Regions from separate parts of the Arachis hypogaea genome. Here region 1 is linked to region 2. Evidence: chromatin contacts called from public Hi-C data. All regions are on one chromosome and are shown on one strand. Each heading gives the region's core, a stretch centred on a gene start, on an enhancer-like site or on the middle of the called end of the contact. The rest is flanking DNA. Distances are from core to core; before and after follow the strand shown.

Evidence for each region. A called contact is a pair of places that touch in the nucleus more often than the background predicts.
Region 1: a Hi-C map of an unstated tissue shows a contact between it and region 2, with 4 times the contacts expected there. The contact joins the enhancer-like site here to the promoter of LOC112783656 in region 2. A contact is called at or near these places in 2 of 8 Hi-C or Micro-C datasets (leaf and an unstated tissue).

The regions. Positions count from the first base shown.
Region 1 is chr20:115,775,091-115,779,934 of arahy.Tifrunner.gnm2.J5K5, reverse strand. No RefSeq gene overlaps it. Among protein-coding and RNA genes, the nearest start is that of LOC140182817, 6.5 kb to the left of the region's middle. Within about 2 kb of position 1,259, at least 1 of the 3 cell types and tissues checked has open chromatin away from gene starts, as enhancers often do.
Region 2 is chr20:115,603,698-115,608,156 of arahy.Tifrunner.gnm2.J5K5, reverse strand. LOC112783656 (homeobox protein knotted-1-like 3) reads left to right here and starts at 2,614. Exons shown (of 6, transcript XM_025826690.3): 1 at 2,614-3,734; 2 at 4,028-4,148. The coding sequence starts at 3,051.

The DNA.
Region 1 (4,844 bases), core at 10-2,509, 170 kb before region 2:
ATAAACGAGGCTAAAATTTGTAGATATAGATATTTTCAGTATAAAATACAACATTTAATTATTTTCGTGTTTTACACTATCATGATAATAGTTTTGTAAAAAATTATTATTTTAATTATATAAAGAATGACGTTTTGTAAAAAAAAATATTATTTTAATTATATATAGATAAAACATTACCGATGTTTTATAAACACCCATAATAATGTATAATACATAGTTTTGACTTTAAAAAATTTATCACTCATAATTCAATATACAAAAATAAAAATTCGATAAATGACAGGATGAATTATTTTCATTTCTAATGTGGCATTGTTTTAATGGAAGCCTGAAGCCTGAAGCCTGTACACTACTATTTGGGATACTGATAGAGACTATAATTACTAGTGCATTAGTGTTAGTCCCTATATATTTTTATTAATTAAATATATATATAATAACAACAAATGTAAAATTAATCTAAATAATAAATATTTTAAAGATAATCAAAAGATTTTTGGATCAAGTTAGACTAATCCAACTTAATTGGCATCCAAGTTAATTCTTTCGTAATATCTGTCGTTTTACTTAATTTTTGTTCAATTTTAAAACAGAAGTCAATCAATTTATATTAAAGATCTCAATTCAAAGAGTAAATAATTTCTAAATATTAGAACTTTGTAAGTAATGGACAAATATTGAAACTTGTATTGTTAATGATATACAAACAGATGTTTAGCGAGAACAAGAATTAAAATAAAATCAAATATTACCTAATATATTTTTGAGTCTGGAAACTGAGCCTTATATTATCATGCGACTCTATTTTATTGGACCAATTATTTTTATATATTTTTCTTTTGTAATGTGTTGAATTTGTATGTGGTAGAAATAAGGTTAAAAATTAAGATAAAAACTATGTGAATTTCTCATGAACCTTACCTACGACATGATGTCATTCAATATGTATATATTTATAAACTTACAGTAACTTAAGTGTTAAAATAATTGGTTATGAAAGGGAGAGTAATGAGGGTGATGGTGGGGGCGGTTCAAAGATGGCAGTAGGAATTAGGTTGGAAGGAAGGAAGCATTAAGCAAGGCATTGAATTGGTACACAACGGAGGAAAGTGACTCAAAAATAATGAATATGGGGAATATGGATTGGAAGGTACTACTTGAAAATGATGGAGTGCCCAATTGACCCTAGCTACCTCTGCCTATCAATCTTTTTAATTAATTCCAATTGGAATATATATACTATATCATTTTATACACCCTACAAAACTACAAATGCTTTCGTCAACCATCAAATTTTCTCCTACATATATACTAGTACCCTATATAAATGTAGAAACACCGCAATTTCACATTGACTTTTTTTTTTCTCTCTCTCTCTTTTTAACCTTCACTAATTGATTTCCCCCTTTCTGCTGTAAATTATAATAGTTTCATTCTGATTCATTTCATTCACTCCGGAGGAATATCTTTCTTCTTCATTACAAATATATAATGATCATATAAGAAAAATTTAATTTTAATATAATATTAATGTAAAATAATTTTAACTTTTATATGTATATTTAATTAATATTTCATTTGGATTTTGCTTTTGCGACCATAACAGGAGTTAGAGGTAGAAATAAGTCAGGCAATTTATCAAAAGTCTGCAACCTGATATGCATTCGGTAATAATTTTAGATTCAAGTTAATTTAAAAGTCTAATTCTATTGATAGAGTAGACTAGATTTATAAAATAGCCTAATAAAATTGATAAGCCTGTTGAACCTGTTAAAATATAAATAATATAAAAATAATATTTTTTAATTAAAATAATTATTAAAAAATTTAAATTTGTTATATTTTATTATAAATATTTTTTTTATATTTTAAATACTTTAAAAATTTAGATATTATTATAAGGATTGAATTTAGTATATTGTATATAAATATTTTTTAAAATATTTTTATTTTTTTATTTTAGTAAAAACATATATATCAGACATGTTATCAAGTTTTAAGTCAGGTTAAGTTCAATAACAAGTCAAATTTAGTACTTAAAATAAAGTCTATAACAAATTACAAGTCAAGTTCTGGTCTGTTAAGGATAAAAGTCTGTCCTGTTTTCACTCCTAATAAGAGGTTTCAATCAAACTTATATCAAGATCTCAATTTAAGGAGTAGATACAAATAAAAAGCAAGAAATAAGAAAGAAGTGTTAAAAAAAAATCATAAATTAAGAAGTAAGAAAGAATAAGTACAAAAAATAAAAAACTAAAAATTACAAGACTTGTATTGAAATGCGTAGAAATTGACAAATACTTGAATAAAAATATCTAAATTTAAATAATAAAACAAACATAAAATTAAAAATGACGGAAAAAAAAAATGGAATCTCCTAATACTTACATGGATTCTTAACTTTTGTTTATGTGTGTCAGTGTGGCTAAAATTATTTAGAGTAAATGAGTGTATAAATGATTAAAAATTTTCATAACTTATTAAAACTAATTTATAGAGAAAAAAATTTTAAATTAATTGATATAACATTAGATTTTAAATAGTAAGCTTGTACTTTAAGTAGTTTTAGTCTCTTGAATCTCAAATAAACTTAAACTTCAAGTAATTTTAAATTTCAGTAGTCTTAGACCTAAGCAAATTTAGACACCATATAATCATAAAATAACTTGACCATCGAACCTAACTCATTCTTATTTTCTTCAACCATAATATACTTCATACATATGTGGACTTCGATTTTAACTATTGAATTTTTTTCATGTCAACCATTTATACCAAATTTTTGGTATAATAATTATATAATATTATATTAATAAAAATAATTATTTTTTATGTTAATTACATAAATATTATTAAAAAAATAATACAATTCAACAATTATATAAAATATTTTATTGGCTCATTGAATTAATATTAAACTCATATGAATCCACAAGTTCACGCAAGTGTGTCCATGAATGTCTAAAAAGCCGTACATAATTCTATTTCATCACAATTTAATTTCTGGAAAATTAAGCAAGCCAATGAATGGAAGGGCATCCTAATAGAAAAAAAATTGAAAGTCATAATTTATACTCTAACTAATTTCTAAATAAAAATTTTAAATTTTTTATTTTTTATGTTTTCAAAAAATTATATATATTTACTCATTTAAATATGAAAAAAAATTAAGAATATAAATTAGATCTTCTCAATCTTACTCATGGCAATATTATTTCTTTTGTTGTTCGTATATAGTGAAAGCAAACAATATTATTCAATAACAGTGAATAGATAAGGTATTGGAAGAATCTGACATGATGCCAGTGTTCTTTCACAACCTTGAATTGTCAAATTTATGCTCCAATATTAGAGACCCTTCATTTTAACTATTGCAATGAACAATAAATAAGAGACTAATAACTTTTACTCTTCTACTCTCTTTCTCTCTAAAATGTATTATGATATATATCTCCATATGTTTACACATATAAAGCATAATCCTGAAATGTTTATTGTAAGGACCATATCCTACAAAAAATGTACAGAGAGATTGAGAGATAGAAGAGAGAGGAGATTGGTGTGACAAGACAACATTATGAAATTAAGAATTACACAAACACAAAATACACGAGCATCAAAATTGCTATTTGGGTTCAGAAATCAGACCCGAAGAGAAGCAGTAGAGAATAAAATTAGAAAAGGAAGCTAAGAAAAAATTATAACAATAATAATAATAAAAACAAGAAGTGAGACGCATATGCATATGCATATGCCTGTGAAGTTCTGAAATGAATGCATGCATGCTTGCTCGTATGTGCACTCTTTTGATGCTCTTAGTTTCTTTTTACCTCATCTATCATATCACCTACAATCCCCTTGGTGGGGACACTTGTTCACGTTTCTTCTTTTATATACTCACCTTATTACATATATATAGTAACTTTTAACGACAGTTCCACTTCTATTGTTGTGATATTTTCAAATATAACCAAAAGTTATTCAGCAACACCTATTAGCTAAATCGGTTCACACTTCTACTAGAATATATACTATCAATTTTGATATATTTATCTTACTATAGGTGCTTAATCCTAAGGAGAAGGTGAATCAATTTAAAATATAATGCGAAATAAGGTGATGTAATGAAGCTATTTTTTTAAAATTTAATTTAATAGGAGAAAAAATATAAATAATGATATTTTTAATATATTTTTTACGTAAGAGTTTTTTTTAATTTATACAAAATTTTTGTATAGATCTTCTTTCTCTTTTAATTTGTCTCGAACTCTAGATTTTTAAATCATAAAAACTCTAATACCATAATATAAAATTACCTTTTTTCTAAAGTTTAAAGTAATAAAAAAAAGATTAATGATTATATCTCTATTAAATAATTATTTACGTAAAATATCTTCATGTGGAGATAATAATTATAAATCACTAGATAATTTAAAATATTTAACTAAATTATTTATATTATATTTATCAGTATCTTAACTATCATCTTTATATTTAGATATTTTTATATGAATAATTATCAGAAAATGTATCTGTTGTATTAGCCGACCAAAGAAGGCAATATAATAGAAGAAAAAGTGGGAGCTAGGTAGCTAAGGCAAGATGCCGGGGTTGAAAGAAGAGTAATGGAAGTGGTCCTGAAAGGAAACAGTGCTTAATTGTAAGTGGTTTTGTGGTCCTGGAGTTGAGGAAAGCCTAATTTGGAGGCAAGTGAAGGGAGACAAAGGAACATGAAGGAGGGAGAGAAAGGGGGGGCCTTAACTCAATTCCATGTAAGCCACACCACAACCGTAGGATATAAATAAATAAAAATACTAGATAGATAAATAGAAAAAATAGCT
Region 2 (4,459 bases), core at 1,365-3,864:
TACCACGTGATCCATTATTTTCCAAATTGATTTGACTTACTCCGCGAAATTTAAATGTGTGGTAGCATATAATCGAAAAAAGCATTTTCTTACATTATTATTGGCTCTACTATTGGTGAGCATCTTATTATCGGTGACTAAAAGTAAAGGTTGCATGAGTCTAGTTAATACAGAAAAAGAGAAAAATGAAAATGTTTATATTACACTACTACATAGATTTAAAAACCAACCAATATATTTTGAGTTTAATTAGGATCGAATGAACGTAGATTTACTTGCGTTTATACCCGATGACTATTTTGTTACACACATGTAGCTAGCCTTCGTTTCGAGTTTATGGTAAAAACCTAAAGAATGGTAAAATAATATTGTTGGAAAAACTGTAAAAGCAAGTATATATGCTCAACCAAACTAAGAAAATAACACCTACATATATCATAAAGAAGAATGCTAGGGGCAGCAATTTTGGTGTTTTGTAACCATCAATTGGCCATCAATAGTGTTTTTAATGGTGTGAGATTACATCTAATGGTGGGAGATCATTCACTTTTGTTTTGATGGTTAAGTGCTGGCCAGAAAACACAAAAGTTGCTGGCCCCTAGACTTTTTCTATCATATATGTGTTATGGGCTATGGCAACAACTGCAAACCGTTGTCGTTAACAATAATAAGTGTTAACTGTCAATTCGTACTCAAAACATTCAGTGGCTTATAAAAAAAAATTTTAAAAATATTATTGACAAAATAACTTTTAAATAATTTAAAAATACGACAAAAAATATCAATAAATATTATATTTTTTATAAATAATAAAAAATTTATATTTAATAAACAAATTATCCATTATATCTAAATATTTATGACATTTGAATAAATATTTACAACCTATTGTTACCGTTAAAATAGACAATAGCTTAAAGTGGAATATACTAGTGTTACCTAGGGGTGCACAGACCCGGCCCGGCCCGAAGGCCCGGCCCGGTCCCGAATACTTTTGGGGCTAATTTGGTGTGATTTCATCGGGTTTAGGGCCGGGTAAGGATCTCAAAAATAGACCCGGTCATTATTTCGGGTCGGGTCCGGGCCATAGCTCGGGTCACCCGAAGTCGGCCCGGTGACCCGGTCATCATACACAATTAATATTTTGTGTTATTAGTGATGGATCATGACTATTCTTATGTGGAATTTAAGTATTGTAAATCTTAATATTTTGTGTTATTAGTCATTATAAAACTATAAGTTAATGTTTTATGTTTAGAATGCATAAGACTTTAGACTAATGCATAATATTGTGTTATTTGTATTGATTTAAATATTTGGTATTATTAGACAATATTAGTATTGATTGTGGTTATACTTTAGTATTGATTGTGGTTATGCTTTAATTTTGAAGAATGGTTGGTTCTTGTTATATTTTTCTAAGTGAATTTTACCATGTTAAATAATGGTTGGAGTCTTGAAAATTTGGATATTTTTACATGCTAGCTTACAAGAAGGTATCAACGTAATGTAATGTTAACGGCCCGGTTTTCACCCGGTTTCACCCGGTTTTTACCCGGTATAATTGTGGCCCGAAAGTGTATTGGTTTCATCGGGTCTAGGGCCGGATTCGAGTCTAATAAATAGACCCGGTGTATATTTCGGGCCGGGTCTGGGTCACATCAAACCCGGCTTCACCCGGCCCATGTGCACCCCTAGTGTTACCTGATAGATTAGGAAATGGTTAGATGGTTACTCTACATTTATGGCCCAATGAATGCCAATGAAAAAGAAGAAAAGAAAAAGGTTCCCTTTACTATTACGATAGAGTGATAGACAACGTGTCATAATGGTTAAACTATAATTGGCAATAGCGTTAAATTTTATTAAGGCTACGGTTTTGGGTGTTGCTAAGCTTAGTGTTGTCTTCTGTACCCTGAAAATTCAAAGAGCGTTTTTCCACTAATAATCTTTTGAACTTTATTGATAATTTGTTATTCACTTATTGAATAATATTTTGAAAAGAAGTGTGAAAAGAATACATGCATGGTTTTTCCACATAGATTTATTTAGTATTAATTTTCACTATCAATTACTTAGTAGATGTTTCTGTAAGTTTTCCACAGGAAGTCTCTTTTTTTAACCAATACAAAAAATCAACACCATGGATAGATGGTGATAAAGTTTTGAAAGAAAAACCCATCATGAATCATGATGGTTATAATTAAATAATTTTCATGTGATTAAGAAAAGAAAAAAAAAACAACTTTTTTTTCCAAGCACTTTGATTATTTAAAAAAAAATAAAAATATTAATACATACAAAAACTTAAGAAAATTTTTATGGTGTCTATCAATTGTTGTCTAACTTTTGCCTAACTTATTTTTTGTGATAAATTTTGAATTTTTAAAAATAATTTATTTTTATATCTTTTAAATTAAATATAAATTTTTAAACTTTTTTAATAAATATACACCACTTTTTAGGCACCATAACATTCACAAAAACTTAATTATTAAATTCGTCACTAAATATATATTAATTAATTTATTTTTAATATATATTTTATATTTTAATGTATATTTTTTTTATGACATTTCTTTTAATGTATATTTAATATCGATAACTGAATTTTCGTAGATAACATAGTTGAAAAGAAAATTTGACAAGAATTTCAGATAGTATAAAATAGAGGGAAGAAGTTAGTTTGGCAAACGGGCCTAGTAATATTGGCGGTGACCGGAAAACCAATTTGCAGCAGAAGAGAAACGGAAAAAACAAGGCCTTGTTGTAAGAATTTAGAGTTCAATATACAAATACAAGGCAATACCAGGTTTCATAGCCACAGAAAAGAAAACGGCACCCTCTTCCCTAGCTAGCTAGCTAGCTCCTACTCTATTCTCTTTCTCTCAACTGAATTTTCCTTCACCGTAATAGCAGCTAGCTACTAACACTAAGTCACTAATAATAAGTAATAACCATAACCATACTCTACGCTTTGATTCTATTTAGTTAGTTAATTAGTTAGTTAGTTAGTTAGAATTGTTTGTTTCTTTTAACTCTAACGGCATATGGCATACCATAACCACCACCTCTCTCAAGACCTTTCACCACTTCACCACCAACATTTCAGTGACCAACAGCAACCTCAACCGCTCTCAGATAACACTGCTATACTTTCCGACCACCTCTCCCCCACTGACCCCACCGCCAAATCCCCCTCCGATCCTCACCCCAACTGGCTCAACAACGCCCTTCTCCGCACCCACTACACCAACAACGATACCAACGCCACCAATTTTCTCAACCTCCACACCGCCGCCTCTGCTTCTGACTCCTCCGCCGCCGCCGCCGCAGCTGCTTCACAATCCTCCGCTCAGTGGCTCGCCCGCCCTGTCCTCCACCGCAACCACAGCGAGGTCATCGACGACGTCGCCCCCCTGTCCAACAACGAATCGCCTGATATGAAGGTTGCCGGCGACGGCAAGGGGGAGGTGGTGACTGTGGAGAGCGGCGGCGAGGGCGGAGGTGGGTTGGTGAACTGGCAGAATGCTCGGTACAAGGCGGAGATTCTGTCACACCCGCTTTACGAGCAGCTTCTGTCGGCACACGTGGCGTGCCTGCGGATCGCCACGCCGGTGGACCAGTTACCGAGGATCGACGCTCAGTTGGCTCAGTCCCAGAATGTGGTGGCCAAGTACTCTTCCTTCGCTCACGCTCCTCTCGGCGATGACAAAGAGCTCGACCAGTTCTTGGTAAACTCCTTCTGTTCTCCATTCATTCCCACAGCTTTTTTCTTTAAGCGTTTTCCGTGTTTTATGATACGGTATTAAAATTTATATAATCAAGACTTCCATCCTTGTTGATTTCGTGTCGAATCTCAAATTTGGATAATTATTATTCATAATTGAGATGGTTTTGTAGTCATATATATCTATTATGGCAGTGGGCTTGAACAATAGTATTTCTATTTTATTTGTAATTCATTAATTCCAGAATTGTGTTCTTTATTTTAATATGATTTCATGGTTGGTGCTGATTGTTGCAGTCACACTATGTTTTGTTGCTCTGTTCCTTCAAAGAACAACTCCAACAACATGTTCGTGTCCATGCAATGGAAGCAGTAATGGCTTGCTGGGAGATTGAGCAATCCTTACAAAGTCTAACAGGTGCAATAATTGCGTTCTTTTTTCATTTTTCATCTTAAAAAAATAAAAATAAAAACACTAGGAATAAAGGTTGGTTGGTCACAGTGGTAAATTGAAAATAACTTGTACCAAAATTCTTGTCTAACCATTGTGTGCTCCCTCAACGATGTTCCTGATATCAAGGAACCAACCAAGCAGTGACTGGCTCACCCAAACACATTACCTATTTTTGAGCAACTTCCACAAAACTGCTGAGTCAGGTTCATGTCCCTCTATAATTGGCACAACATATTATGTACCTTGATAAAAAAAACCTTTAGCTGAACTTTGGG